Regions from separate parts of the Oryzias latipes genome. Here region 2 is linked to region 1. The links are chromatin contacts, called in public Hi-C maps. All regions are on one chromosome and are shown on one strand. Each heading gives the region's core, a stretch centred on a gene start, on an enhancer-like site or on the middle of the called end of the contact. The rest is flanking DNA. Distances are from core to core; before and after follow the strand shown. Region 1 overlaps ralgapa2 (ral GTPase-activating protein subunit alpha-2). Region 2 holds the start of gale (UDP-glucose 4-epimerase).

Region 1 (7,159 bases), core at 3,022-5,521:
TTTCTTTGGCTACATGCTCAAAAACAACACAGAGGAGTCTTTAAGGAAGCCCAGCTGAGGGTTCTGTTGCAGTACACAGTAGGAAAAAAAACCAATGTACCAGCCAAACAGATACCACATTGATGGGACTTTGTTTTCCTTTTCTTTATAAGTAATATCAAAACTGATGGAAAATATAGGGGGGGGGGGGGGGGGGGGGGGGGAATAATCTACAGAATATGTAAAAAGTAAATTAGATAAATACTTCGAAAGATTTTCAGAATGTTTGGTAATTTGGAATTTAGTTGCAGCACATTTGTACTAAAGGTAAATAAGAAAAACACTTGTCATTTTAAACCATGACTATAATATCATATTTCAGCTCTGTAGGGCTTTTGTCTAAAATCCAATGTCTCTTTGTTGGACAAAATACAGAAAAGTCATTAAAGCAGTAGATTGCCTTTGTAAAAGTAGAAACTTGGTTACCTTGGTTGAGAATTAGTGCAAGAAACAAAAGTTGCCACTTTCCAAACTGTTTATCTTAGTTACATGTTTGCTTCCTTTTCTCATTGTATAGCTCTGAAATTAGGATTTACATACATAACAGTGCAAAGGACTGTATTATTATTGAACCAGACTGAGGCTGTAGTTTGGGAAGTCTGCAGATGACAATGTCAAGAGTAAGCAAAGTTTAAATGTATGGACTGTCTTTTGCTTCTCAGAGCTTTGTGGCCAACACACCTTTCTCCTAGAAAAACCTGAAATCCGGCTTTGTAATAAGACTTCATTGTAGTGCTTTTCTATCTTGATTAAGGCTTAAAACTCTTTACAGTCATAGTTCACTACACCCAATGACGACACAAACCCACATTCACAAACCTCTGCTACACAAGGCGCCAACCTATAACCACCAGCAATGTGAGGTTCAGTGTATTTTCAAATTGCCACATAAACCAGCAGGGCAGAAGTCGAACCTGCAACCTTCAGATCAAAGGTTAATGGCCTTACACTGTACCACAAGAAAGAACTTTGCAATGAAAAACTACAGAAAAGCAAGACAGGCAGATGTAATTTTCCAACTCATAAATATGTACATTCTTTACCCAGAAAACAATGCAAGGTAATTTAATTGTATTTAAATCATGTGTACTTATAAAGCATTGCAAACAAATACAACTGTGACCTCTGTAAAACATAAAATGATTTGTTCATCAAAATTAGTTATTATACAGAACAAAGAATTGCTCTACTTTCTACTTTTCAGATGCTCATGTTTTAGGCATTAAATAAATTATTGGAGTCAAACATTGGATTTGTTTATACCAAAAATATTTTGGTTGTTTTTTTTTAAAGGAAAATATTTTCCATTAGATTGGGCAGCAGCTATTCTGGGTTTTTCCGCACTAACAGCTAGTGACGTGCTTGTTACTGAATTACTACTGTGTGCCGGTGTCTGGTCTCACAGCCACAGCCCAAGCAAGAGATAAAATAATAAAATGGAAAACTTGCACAAGTGGTTAATAACAAAACCGCTGCCGAGGAAAGCAATTTTTTCAAATGACACAACATGGTGAAGTCATCCATTATCGTGAATCCAGAATGACATTCATAAGCTGTACAAATAAGGAGTTCATGAACAGAACCAGACTCAGTAAAGGGACTATCAAAACAACGAACCTGGTGTTCTGGATCATCATTGCCAGAGGATTTGTCTTTAACATCACAAATAAAAATATTCATTGCAGTGTGAGTTAATTGTGCTTAAATTGTCTTTTTTTTCTACCTGCTTGTGCTTTCCTTACACAAATACAGTATAGACATTAACACAACGATGGAGTTGCATGCAGCTCACCTAAACTTACAGGGACAACAAAGGGTTCAGTGTCTTTCCCATTTTGACATTTGACTGGAGTAAACACAACGCCGACTAACAAAAACACTCTACTTCCTGAGCCGTGTTGCCCTGTTACAAAGTATCATTTACACCAATATTCCGGAACTGAAAACATGCCTGTTTTTTTAATTCAACCAAACCATTTATATACCACTTTTCATTTAAGCATATTCAACACAAACAGCTACTTGTGTAACGAAATCCAAATAAACAATATAAAATCAGAAATTAAATCTTAATAAATAAACAAAATGCAATTTAAAAAAGAATTTAAAAACCTTAGTGTTGGGGGTAACTGATTAATTTACTTTAATTACTTTTGTCAGTAACAGAGGAACGTAACGAGTAACTGATGCATATGTACGTATGCACGCTGCACAGTTGGGGATATGTCAGAGTACAGATACGCCTATATTGCTGCATTCACATTGCTTAAATTCAAAGTCCAATAAGAGTAGAAGATGCTGCGAGTGTCAGACTCCCTTCCTCGAGGAGCTACAGGTGGGTAGCAGAGCACCTCCCCGATCTCAAAATGAAAAGGCTCTTTGATGTGTGTGTGTGTGTGTGTGTTTATATATATATATATATATATATATATATATATATATATATATATATATATATACACACACATATATATATATATATATATATATTGGCGCAAACTCACTACCTGCATATGATCGGTCAATATGAGTTTGTGCCACTTACTGTAAATGACTTACTGATAATACATACTTTGTCGGCCATTAACTTACGTACATAATTGAGGAGGGCTTCCATGGGCTGCTTGTCACTGTGAAGTGTGAGTGCTAACCACTAAACCACCATGCAACCAATCATCAGTACATAAAACTGTAAAATTGTGTCAGAAATTCATGCAGTCTGGTTAAAAGAATGGAGGGAGCAACTGTGTCAAAGGCTGCAATGAGATCAAGTAAACCAGGACAGAGTTTTTTCTAGCCTGCATTATTCTTGAAGGCATTTATAACCGTGACCAGTGCCATCTCTGTACTATAAAGACTTTAAACCTGATTGGAAATTTTTCTAAAAATTAAGTTTTTATTAATATTTAATTTAGATTACAAAGTAATTATTCTTTTCATTCGAGTGAAATTATATAACACATTTGCGAAGAATACTAACATCCCACTCAAAAAAAAGCCAGAACTGTCAGATTTTTAAAGAGGTCATCGTTGGGCAATTTGGGGTTGGTCTTGAACAGCGAAAAAATGCCAGAAATCTTGAAATTCTTCTTAATAGAATTTTTAATACAATTCAAAAGCCAAGAAAAAGAATCAACAGATTCTTGTCCTGGATGACCTGGGCCCTCGGACAGAAAACTGTGCTGTTTGAAGAGAATTGCAGAAAACAAACCCCTTTGAAAAATACCGACAAAGCTCATCAGTTCAATGCCAAAAGAAAGACTTTCTTAATCAAAAACTGCAAAGAGAATGTCTACAAACAAAAAGTCCTACCAATCAATTACATTTCAATTGTTTGCTTTGTGTTTTCAAATAAGAAATTTGAAAATTAGAGGTGTCTATACACTTCTAGCATGTCTGTGTTAGTGGAAATCACATAAAATCAAAAATTGTAATACTTGTTTAACTGTTAATTGTACCAATCATTATTATGCATAGTTGATAAAGAGGATATGAATTTTCAGTTGGGATTTTCTGAATGTTTCAATTTATAGTTCCAATAATTTCATAGAGCTAGCATCAAATGTCCAGTATTGCTGTTTTTTGGGGGGGTCCATATCATCAAGTACAGATCTTGCAATCTTGGTATCCTAATTTCCATTCAGATGCAGTCTATATAAATGCTAAAAGTAAATATATTCCTGTGGAAGTGAATGACAAACTAACTGTACTACCATAATGTAAACTACGAGTCATTTTCATTTCAAAGTGCAAGTCAACGTATCTGAATTCAATGACCTTTTGAAATGGAACATTGGCATTTGACCCCAAAAGCTAAGCAAGCCAAAAGCTAAGCAAGCAGAATACCCAAAATGTCAACAAATTCCTATGTCAAGCAGTGCCAATATGATCTTAGGCTGCAAAGATAAAAGTTATTGTCAGATTAAAGCTTCACACAAAGGAAGAAGTTGAAATAACTGTAATTAACATGCAGAAAAACCCTCTTGAAAAACAGTTTAGCACTTCCAGGGAATCATTATAGTTAATGTAACAGTTTGGTGTTCACAACAGGTGAATTTCAAAAAGCATGTCACTGTTTTGAAGCTTTTAACACACTTCTTAGCGACAAGTAATTTTATTACTTTACTGTGACAAAGGCTGCATCATTGCCGCTCGATTTGCAGTCGCCGTCAAACTGTGTGACAGATTGGGGCCAGTGGGACTGCACACAGGGCGCAGCATGAAACAGTCATGGCTCGACGGCTGAAGCCTGACTTTATCCCAGTCTGAGACCACTTAGAGCACTGGCTAATCTCAATGACCAATCACTGAGCGGCCAGAAACTTTAACTCTGCCAGCTGAAAATGTAAAACTGTATCAAGAGATTGCAAGAATATCTTCTTGACTAAAGAAATAATGTATGTTATAAACAAGATAGCCATCGACCAACTTATGCCCATTTTCTCTCCATTAGAGTTTTATCTGAAGTAGGGTTGGGCGATGTCCCTTAATTTGGCCGTTGACGATGTTTGCTGTCAACCATCGGGATGGACGATGACATCGTCGGGGGGGGTTTACATTTTTCGTTCTTATATAACTGCTATTCGTTATTTTGCTTTTTTCATTTTATTTCCCAACTAATGGTTAATCCGCGATGATCCAGTATAAACTGAGGGAAGTGACTTTAACAGAAAAAGTAACAAACAAAATAGAAAAGAAGTAGTCCACTCCCGCACTTAGCGGAGTGGACCGCCGGAGTGCGGATTTACAGCTTTGTGTTTGATGGGAAGGGGGGGGGGGGTACATGAGCGGTATGTGTGAGAGATTTAAGACTGCGATCCGTCCCGCAGCTCTAGGGGTACTAGCTACCGAACTCAGAACCGGGTCTAAAAGTGTGTGTCTGAGCACAGCACGGATCGTCAGCAGACAGAGGTTTGAGCATCAAAGCAGAAATGTCGCTCAGTCCTTAGAAAACATTCAAGCAATCACGTGGATTTGTGTTTCCAGTCGTGTCCCGACTAAATAAAGGCTGATGTTATTCACAGGATGCAGCGCCACCCAAAGCTAATGTTGTTAGCCCGTGTTAGCATACTGCTAATCCTGGCTTCGTTCAGAAAAATCACTGACCACACGGATTAAAATTCAAATGATGAGCGAACAGGTGTTTCATAATAACCGTAACATCATTAAAAGCACGTTTAGAAGATCATCTCGTATATTACCGAGCTGACATGTCAATATATATAGCCGCTCGGCGCTGTTATCGTTTTGTATCGAATTGTTACCTTCAATAAAGTTTGGAAAAAAAGCCGCTCGGCGGAAGTTGTATCCCCTTCCGGTTTTCAAACTGCGCATGTGCGAATACTGCGCATGTGCGAATGATTTAGTCCGACCGAAATTGTGACCTTAGTGAACGTTTTTATATTCTGAAAACATTTTTCTGGGCCCATCTACACGGTTGGATTCTAATCCGACCATTGATCCGATCAAGATATTTTGTACATGTAACCGCGGCTTATGGTGTCGACGCGCAACGTGGCGGGGGCGTGGCATCACGATGGTGGTCTCTCCATCGGGATGTCAGTCACCCATCACGATGGACGATGATATCGTCCATCGGCACAACCCTAATCTGAAGAGAAATAAATTATTCCACAGGCCTAAGATAAGTGCTTTAATTTCTATATTATGAACTTTACTTATAAGTAGTGGTATACTGGACACTCAGGGTAAACTGAAACTACATAAACTACATAAAATATCATATTATATAGCTTTGATATAAACCACTGATAATATGTAGTCAGGGTAAACCACAGATCTTGGTGGGGCTGTGTCACTACAACAGCCAGACAAGAAAACAGTGAAACTGGACAAACTGGTTTTCCACCGTGTTGTATGAAATCAGGCAAACATGCACTGCAGGGCGTAAGGCTAAAGTGTTTCTCTTTCTATGGTTTTTCTGGCAGGCTCAGAGGCAGTAATAATTTAAAAACTCAACACCTCGTGATTCTGTCATTTGTAACGTTTGAACTCTGCAAAAACTATAAAACGCATGACAAGAAGACTGCCTTGGACTAAAAAGCAGAAACCCAGCAGAGAAAACAATCCTGAATGTACTCTGGTATGAATGCACTTAAGGCCTTTAAATCCTTTAAAAGCGTTCAATCATTATAAGGTGTGGTGATCTAGCATCAGTATTACCAACCGTACGGTGTATAAGTTGCTTCTGTTTTCCACAGCCTCATTTGTGATTCTAATGGCAGTATAAGTGAAGCATAGTACTTCTTTGTGCAAAAAATAAGAATAAAATAAGACTTCTTCTGAAAATATCACTGGTTTGGAGGTCATAAACAGAAGAAAAAAGGATGGACAAAGAGTAAGACATAGAATATATTCTTTTTTCCTTACTATCTGAAGCTGTGATAACGTAATGCCCTCTGATTATTCAGTGGTCTTTTCTGGCTTAGAACACACCAGCCTCTTATCATCTAATAGCTTTGACTTGAAAAGAGGGAAAACCACAAGTCGAGTTTACTTCAGCTATATAGAGGACCTTCTGAAGGGCCCCTGTATTAGAATGGTAATTGTTTCCCTCGGTGCTACAGTGCTACTTTCAGTTGACCCTGACCAAGAAGGTAAAAGAAAGGTAAGCATCTGTGACATTATGGTCTTTGTTCCTTATAAAAAAAAAAGTAACTAAAGAGCTTCCCTTCACAAAGAGAGAGCAACACCGGACGCAAACTCTAAAGACCACAAGCACCCTTTACTGTTATCATTAGAAACACCTCCAACACTTGTACTGTTGTTCCCACGCAATTCAGCAGCAGATATCACCAAGCATGTTTACACCAACTGAAGAGGCCAAGAGTAAACGAACAATAAACACTTGGGATATAACCTTATCTCTGTAGTTTGTAAAAGTGATGGAGATTGTCGTCTTTCATAACAAAGACTTTCCCTACAATACTATCTCCAATGACTACAACTGCATCGCAGTTTGAGCTTTGACCTTAGGCCAACAGCGATTGTAAAAAAGAAAAATATAGCCCTATGACTTCACAAGCTTTCCCTTCAGAGTAAGAGGGCATTCAAACCACTGCACGTACTGACCTGGGATCCTCGTCTGAAGCTTTATTTT
Region 2 (7,159 bases), core at 1,210-3,709, 130 kb before region 1:
CTTTGTGAGGAAGACGTCAAAGTGGATGCTAACAACTAGAAATTTCCTGGTTTAGCCGATAAACAGCAGCTTTATATTTCTTTAAAATCGAAGACCCTCATTCACATTCCTCACTGGCTCTTTTTTTTCCCCCCCAAAAAAACTTTCCAAATAGGTGTTATTGTTTGTTTTTTCCTTAGATTTTAGCTTTGGGCTACTAACTTGGCAGTCAGAGCAGCTGCTTAACAATTTATGTAAATCATTTTCTGGAGGCAAATATCCCTGGGGTCAGATTGACCCCAAGGGTAAATTGTGTTAGTAATATCTGAGGATAATACAAGGGTTAAAGTCACATGATGCGTCAAGAAAGATGAATAAATACACACCAAATTTTTATTTTAGGAAATTAAAATTTATGCTCTTGCGGGCCACATAAAATGACATGGAGGGCTACATTTGGCCCCCGGGCCTTGAGTTTGACACATGTGCATTATCCGTTAGAATCAAGCTAAGGGACTTTGGCTTTACTGCTGTTTTGCGTTGGGTCACCGGAAAAGAAAAGGCATAAAAGATCGATCCCTACTTTTATGGATCGATAACATTTACCAAGCCTCGATTGATTACTTGATTTTATCAGCCCACCCCTACTATGAACACACACAAAAAAAACCCGTAAATGTGCAATTAGAAGCAGCACAAACCAATAGATGTTATTTTTAAAAAAGTGCTGTTTTGAGAAAACATGGGAGCTCACAGCTATTTCACTAACGGACGAGTAGCAACATAAAGCAGATGGACTTTTCTTCTCTGCTCATTTTTTTCCCTTTTGGTCAAAGTTTGTTTCAGGCAATAATGTCTCAGCTGGTATAACTAATGTGACACTAGGTTGATGCTCCTTTATCCAAAGTGCAGTGAGAAACCAAACCCAAATAAAAATGCAAGATTATTTTATGGCAACCTAAAATAATCTGGTTGCCTTAAAAATGAAAAGACTAATTTAAGCAAACAGAAGTGCACTTACTGTACATATACAAACAGACTCATTCCAAATGTTGAGTCAGCAATAAAGGAGTGGTTTGGTGCAAAGAGTGACTTAGAAAGCAGTTTAAAAACTACAGAACACTCCTATCTGAATGCATGACAAAAGCTCAGGTGGAAACTGACCTCTATCAAGTTCATGGCAGCAGTGAGGTTGACTTTGTAGTAGCGTAACGGCTGCTCCACTGACTCCCCAACAGCCTTCAGGCCGGCAAAATGCATCACAGCGGCGAAAGTATGCTGCAGCACAGGCATGAGGTTACAGATGAGTAAAAAGTAAACGTCACATACACCATGGATGTTTAATTTTCATGAAAAACTACAAAATAAAACCAACTCTGTGAATTTTTATTTGCTAGGAGGGGTCCTTCTTTTAAGGAAATAATATCTAGAGAGGATTTTAAGTAAGCATTTAAATAATACTGATGTTGTGTAAAAATAATTTTACTTTTTTGAAAAGGCTTTCCAGGCCGGGCCGGTCCAGGAGATCCAGCTGATGAAACTCAATGGTGGTGTTCAGCAGCTTCTCTATCCTCCGTATGCTCTCTGCCACGGTCCCCTCTCCTTCACCAGCAGGATGAAAACACAACATTAGTGTGTCTGAGTCCCAACGATGCTTACATGAGGACAGAAAAGAAACCCACCTTGTACTGCATTACTGAAATTATCAACAACAACTGGGTGGTATCCTGCTTCGATAAGCTCCAGCACACAGTGACTCCCGATGTATCCTGCTCCCCCAGTGACAAGAATCTTCTCTCCCATTTTTGGGGCCTGTCAAAAGGATGCATTATGAAAAAGAATCCATAAATAGCTGATATTTGTTCTCCCAGGTGTGTGACTCCGCCCCTGTCGGAACCTCATTCTTCTTTAAGCTTTGTAAGCTCCTGACTCACCTGTTTTATTCTCATGGCAACAGGTTCAAGCCTGTCTGACCACATCAACAATTATATTTTGTTTAAATAAAACGCTACAAACATTTTTAATTTAATTTGTCAATTACATTTTTGTGTTTATATTCTTAATTTATCATAAAAAAGACTGTTTTCCTGGGTATCCAAAGTCAGAAAAACACGATTTTAAAACCTTAAATTAACTCGTGTTTTTCATAAATAACTACAAAAAATAACGTCACAGATTTTTGTTACAAAAATCTTATTTTTACGGAACTTTTTCTGCAACTCTGTCAGTTTCAGTTAAGCAAAACCCCAGTACACACGACAAGAACTAGGAGTTAGGCTTTTACGAACGTAAAATAGTCCCACTTCTTACAGTATAAAACAGACTGAAAAAATACTTACTTTTTCCTCCTATTTGTTTTCTTTAGAGTATTTTGATGAATGTGTTCAGCAGCAGCAGAGTTGGGGGTTTGTGTAGTTCATTCAGAGTAGACTTCGGTATAAACATATTTCACTTCCGTGTAACGTGGAGAAGAGTTAAGAGGTGTGAATCAGTGCGCGACGTTCCCGTGCGTAAACCTTCAAAATAAAAGCAAGATTCACTTCAATGTAAAATTAAATATTTATATTCTCACGAATTAGCTAAAACTATATGTTAGGTATATCCAATCTTAGATACATGCAGTTAAAATCAAATTGTAATCGTTTTGTGGACTAATAGGGAAAACGGACCGTTTTATTTTTGAAGAACTAACCGGATTTTAATTGTACTGTTTAATTTGAACTTTAATTTGCTCGCAACGTGAGTGCGTCACAAACGTTGACGCAAACCGTAGTATAATTAAACCCCGCCTTTACCGACTCACACAAGGAAGTGTTTGTTGTGAATATCCTGCCCTGTGTTCCATGTCAAATGTCATTGAAAAAGTGCCACGTCATCAAAGCAGAGAGCTTGTGCACATTGCAGTGAGAGTTGAGGATTCAGAACAGAAGCTCCCATTTGTCTTTGTTAATTCATAAATATATGCATAAATAAATATAATGTTTTATGTTTGTGGTGTCTCACAATCTTTTAGTTCTTATTTAAAAGGTGAATCAAATTGTGCCACACAGTGACGCAGGAGGCAAACCCAGTCAGACACTACACCCTTTAATTAAAGCCTTATTATGAAATAATAAGGCTATGAAATGTTATGAAATATTATAAGAAACATTTAATCCTTGTGACAAATTGAATGCAAAAAATAATGTATATATTTAGAGTATTTAATTATAAAGCTTTCACAAAAAGAGCTATTAATGAAAACACATAAGGAAGGGTCTTTGAGCTTTTTTTCCAATGGACATTCACTAAAAGAATTTTATTTTTATGTTTAAAACAAACCAAGAATGCTGTAAAAGTAGTTTGGCATAAAAATTGTACCTCAGACTTTCATTTGACAATTGTGATGTAAATTCTAAAGTTATTTAGGTTCAAAGACTGAATGGTGGGGTGGTGGTTAGCACTCTTGTCTTACAAAGAAAAGGTCCTGGTTCAAATTCCAGCTGCAACCTGGAGTTTTGTGGCCCAGCGATTGTAGTTTGTACGTAACAACTACAATCTTGTCTGCTCCTGATTCACCACGATTTGAATAAAGTAATACAGTGCAGACCAAATGTTTGGACACACCTTCTCATTCAAAGAGTTTTCTTTATTTTCATGACTATGAAAATTGTACGTTCACACTAAAGGCATCAAAACTGTGAATTAACACATGTGGAATTATATACATAGCAAAAAGGTGTGAAACAACTGAAAATATGTCATATTGTAGATTCTTCGTAGTAGCCACCTTTTGCTTTCATTACTGCTTTGCACATATTCTCTTGAATGTTCTAGCAGCAGACACATCTCTACAACAACTGTCAAAAGGAGACTGTGTGAATCAGGCCTTCTTGGTAGAATATCTGCTAGGAAATCACTGCTAAAGAAAGACAACAAGCAGAATCACTGTGTCTTTGTACGACGCAGAAAAAGTGAGCGGATGGACTCTACATGCCTGGTTCCCACCGTGAAGCATGGGGCAGGAGGTGTGATGGTGTGGGGGTGCTTTGCTGGTGACATTGTTGGGGATTTATTCCAAATTGAAGGCATACTGAACCAGCATGGCTACCACAGCATCGGCAGCGGCATGCTATTCCATCCGGTTTGCGTTTAGTTGGACCATCATTTATTTTTCAACAGGACAATGACCCCAACCACACCTCCAGGCTGTGGAAGGGCTATTTGACCAAGAAGGAGAGTGATGGGGTGGAGAGTCATGGAGAGTGAAAATGTTCGTGCACATGGGCATGCTGTGAGCGACAGGTCGTAGTGAACACTTGTACAACACATAAGAGTAAAGTGAGAGTGAAGTAGGTGAGACACAGGAATGTCGTACATCATTTTTCTTTCTTCAACCCCCCAAACCCATGTGTCAAATTGTGCAACGCGCCGTTAGTGTTCTCCATAAGTGCACGCTCCTTGAGTGCAGTCTGCTGTTAGATTTTAGGAATTAGCCAGAGTGCTCACCTTAAAATGCAGCCGCTCCTGTCTGTGACCCTCCACGGGCCCAGACAACCCAAAAACATCTCACTATACGAAAAGAAAAAGATCACTTGATCACCGTGTTCCTCCCAATGATGCATTTTTGCTCAACAAAACCCTCATGGTGAAAAAATGAGAGGATTTTCCAATAAAAACAGAGGATTTAATGTTAAATCTGTTTTTATTGAAATCAGAACAAATGAAACATAGAATTTTCCTGTAAGTAATATCTGTAAAACTCTTGATGCCCACAGTAATCAACGTAATAAAAGTAACAATAATGTTTTACATTAGATAAATAAGGCAAAATATGTTCACTCCAAAGGAGCTTTGATACATTAGTATCTTTAAGTTTGAAATTAAATTATATAACATATTTCAAGCTAATTACTTTTTTTCTGTAATAGATAAGCCAACAGGAGTTACCAACAAATATGCAAAAAACAACTAAAATAATATTTATGAATATAGAGTTTTTGTATTATTCACAAAAAGGGTTTGCATTTTCACATTTTTGCTTTTTATATTTTAAATTTATGTTAATTTTTATGCATAAATATCTTAACTAAACTCTCAACTTCCAGCACTTGTTCCTATCGTTACCTAATTACATCAGATAATTCTTGAGTGGATTTTTTTTTTTAAACCTTCAGATATTTTTTTCTTGGGCTTTGAGAGCTACTCATCTACTTGTGGATCATGGCTGGTGAAGCTGTGATTTAGGGGTCAGGAGATATTTATAAAAAATTTGCACAACTTGACCTTTTTTTTTCTAATAAAGCTAATTAAGGACTGAAAGTAATATGAGCGTTTCTTTTAATGTTTTTAACATGAGACAGTTAGGCTTTAACATGAGACATTTGGTTGTATTCTGAACTCTTGTCTTTGTCTTATTCCATACAATAGCTTGAGTTTTAAAATGTTAAACATGCAAAAACTTGAAATCTATTTCCTTGAATGCAGAAATTTTACACAATTCTTCTAAATCAACTAGTAAAGTATAAGATGTTAAAAAAACGTGCATTAAATCTGAAGTTTTTTTTCTTTTCTTTTTCTAAATTAATTAATTTTATTTGGTGGTGATCTCAATTATAACCTTTCTGGTGTCTTTCACCTCCCTGCACGTTTAACTGTGTATGTAATGTAAATACTCTAGATATTTTCTCTGTTATTGCCTTCTTTTTGTGACATAATGTTATTGCGTGTGTTCTAAATAAATAAATAAATAGGGTTAGATGTTCCAAAAAAGGTCAGACAGATGAGACATTATCCAGGAGAGGTGAACACAAACTTTTTAATTCTATCTGAATTTAAAGAAATAAAAATAAAGGGGGAAATAAATGTTGGAATTAATTATAAAACAGCATTTAATCTGGAAGATAAAACTATGATAAAATTGTATTTAGATTTAAGAATAAAAAGCACAGAGAGGACTGAGAATCTTCAATATCATTGAGTTGATGTATGGAGGAAGAGGAATGATGATATGGGTGGCTTCAGGGCTTGATGCTTAAATTTACTGCACTGATCAGCTGATGAGTGGAAAAAATTACACAGAAAAAGGATGTTGGTTAATTGGTGAAAAAATGGCAGTAAAAAATGTTTGTGCATTTTTAAAATTCTTATAAATCAATTGAACAGTCACTAACAGTGGAAGATTGTAATAAATGGGTTAAAGCTAATTAAAAAATAATAATTTTATTGGTCAGATTTAATTCCGGGATGAGCTTTAACATCTTTATTGTTTTCTCAAAAACAGTTATCTATTTTATCACCAAAATTGCATGTTTTTTTTCCGTTGACTAACAATAAAAGCAATTTAAGAAAAGTGTTTACACATTAAAAAACTTATGAATACATTAAAATAAGTAACTAATTACGCTTTTAAAATTCACCCAAGGCCAGAATGGTTGAACATTTATCAGGGAAATTGATCACCCGGCATGATTGATAAAAATGACTTTTCTGTCCATAGACAGAAGTCACCCTGAGATAAAGCCTCCATCATTTCCTGCTGCTGCCACCACTCCACCCAGAAAAGACGGAGTACATTACATTTGTTCTCTGAAAGGAAAAGAGAGGGAAGAATTGATGAATAGACTGAGAGAGGGTGTGACCGTCCGCAGGGTCTCCGTCTGATTCTCTTCATCTCTCTCCACCTGAGTGCCAGATAATCCCCCCTCATCCCTCAGACTCCCAGCTGGACGCAGTGGCCCCTTCTGAATGGCAGCTGCATTAGCACAGAGGAACTTTCCCCCAATGTCTTTTAGTGAAAGCTGATTGGAGATTACAGGCCTGCTGCTGCAAAAACACAGCCCTCCATCTCATCTCGGATCACAATTTTCTCCTTTAACTCTCCTTCCTCTCATCATTTCTTTATCTTCCTAATCCCAGCTCCGCTCCTTCCCAGTGTCATCAACTTTTGCTCGAATTTACGCCCCCATTCTTCTCCGCCTTGACAGATGACTGACGAGATAGATGAAGATGGGTGTAAGGAAGAGGGGGAGAAAAAAAAAGAATGCTTCCCCTTCTGAGTGGAGACAGGATGATGTCATGGGGGCATTTGTCCTCCTGGTGTGGAGGCTTCCCTTCCTCTGCTAATTACCTTGTACAAACTCGAATCTGATACGGCGGATATGAGGCCCAAACACAATTATTGCGGGCTAACAAAGAGATA

The links. A called contact is a pair of places that touch in the nucleus more often than the background predicts.
Region 2: a Hi-C map of embryo shows a contact between it and region 1, with 3 times the contacts expected there. The contact joins the promoter of gale here to the enhancer-like site in region 1. A contact is called at or near these places in 2 of 5 Hi-C or Micro-C datasets (both in embryo).

The regions. Positions count from the first base shown.
Region 1 is chr22:16,624,918-16,632,076 of ASM223467v1, reverse strand. The region is part of intron 1 of ralgapa2 (ral GTPase-activating protein subunit alpha-2); the gene reads right to left. Among protein-coding and RNA genes, the nearest start is that of ralgapa2, 6.3 kb to the right of the region's middle. Within about 2 kb of position 4,271, at least 3 of the 8 cell types and tissues checked have an H3K27ac peak or open chromatin away from gene starts, as enhancers often do. A contact at or near this core is called in embryo, where this site is marked.
Region 2 is chr22:16,751,980-16,759,138 of ASM223467v1, reverse strand. gale (UDP-glucose 4-epimerase) reads right to left here and starts at 2,459. Exons shown (of 11, transcript XM_004082379.3): 1 at 2,319-2,459; 2 at 1,662-1,791; 3 at 1,466-1,581; 4 at 1,144-1,257. The coding sequence starts at 1,782.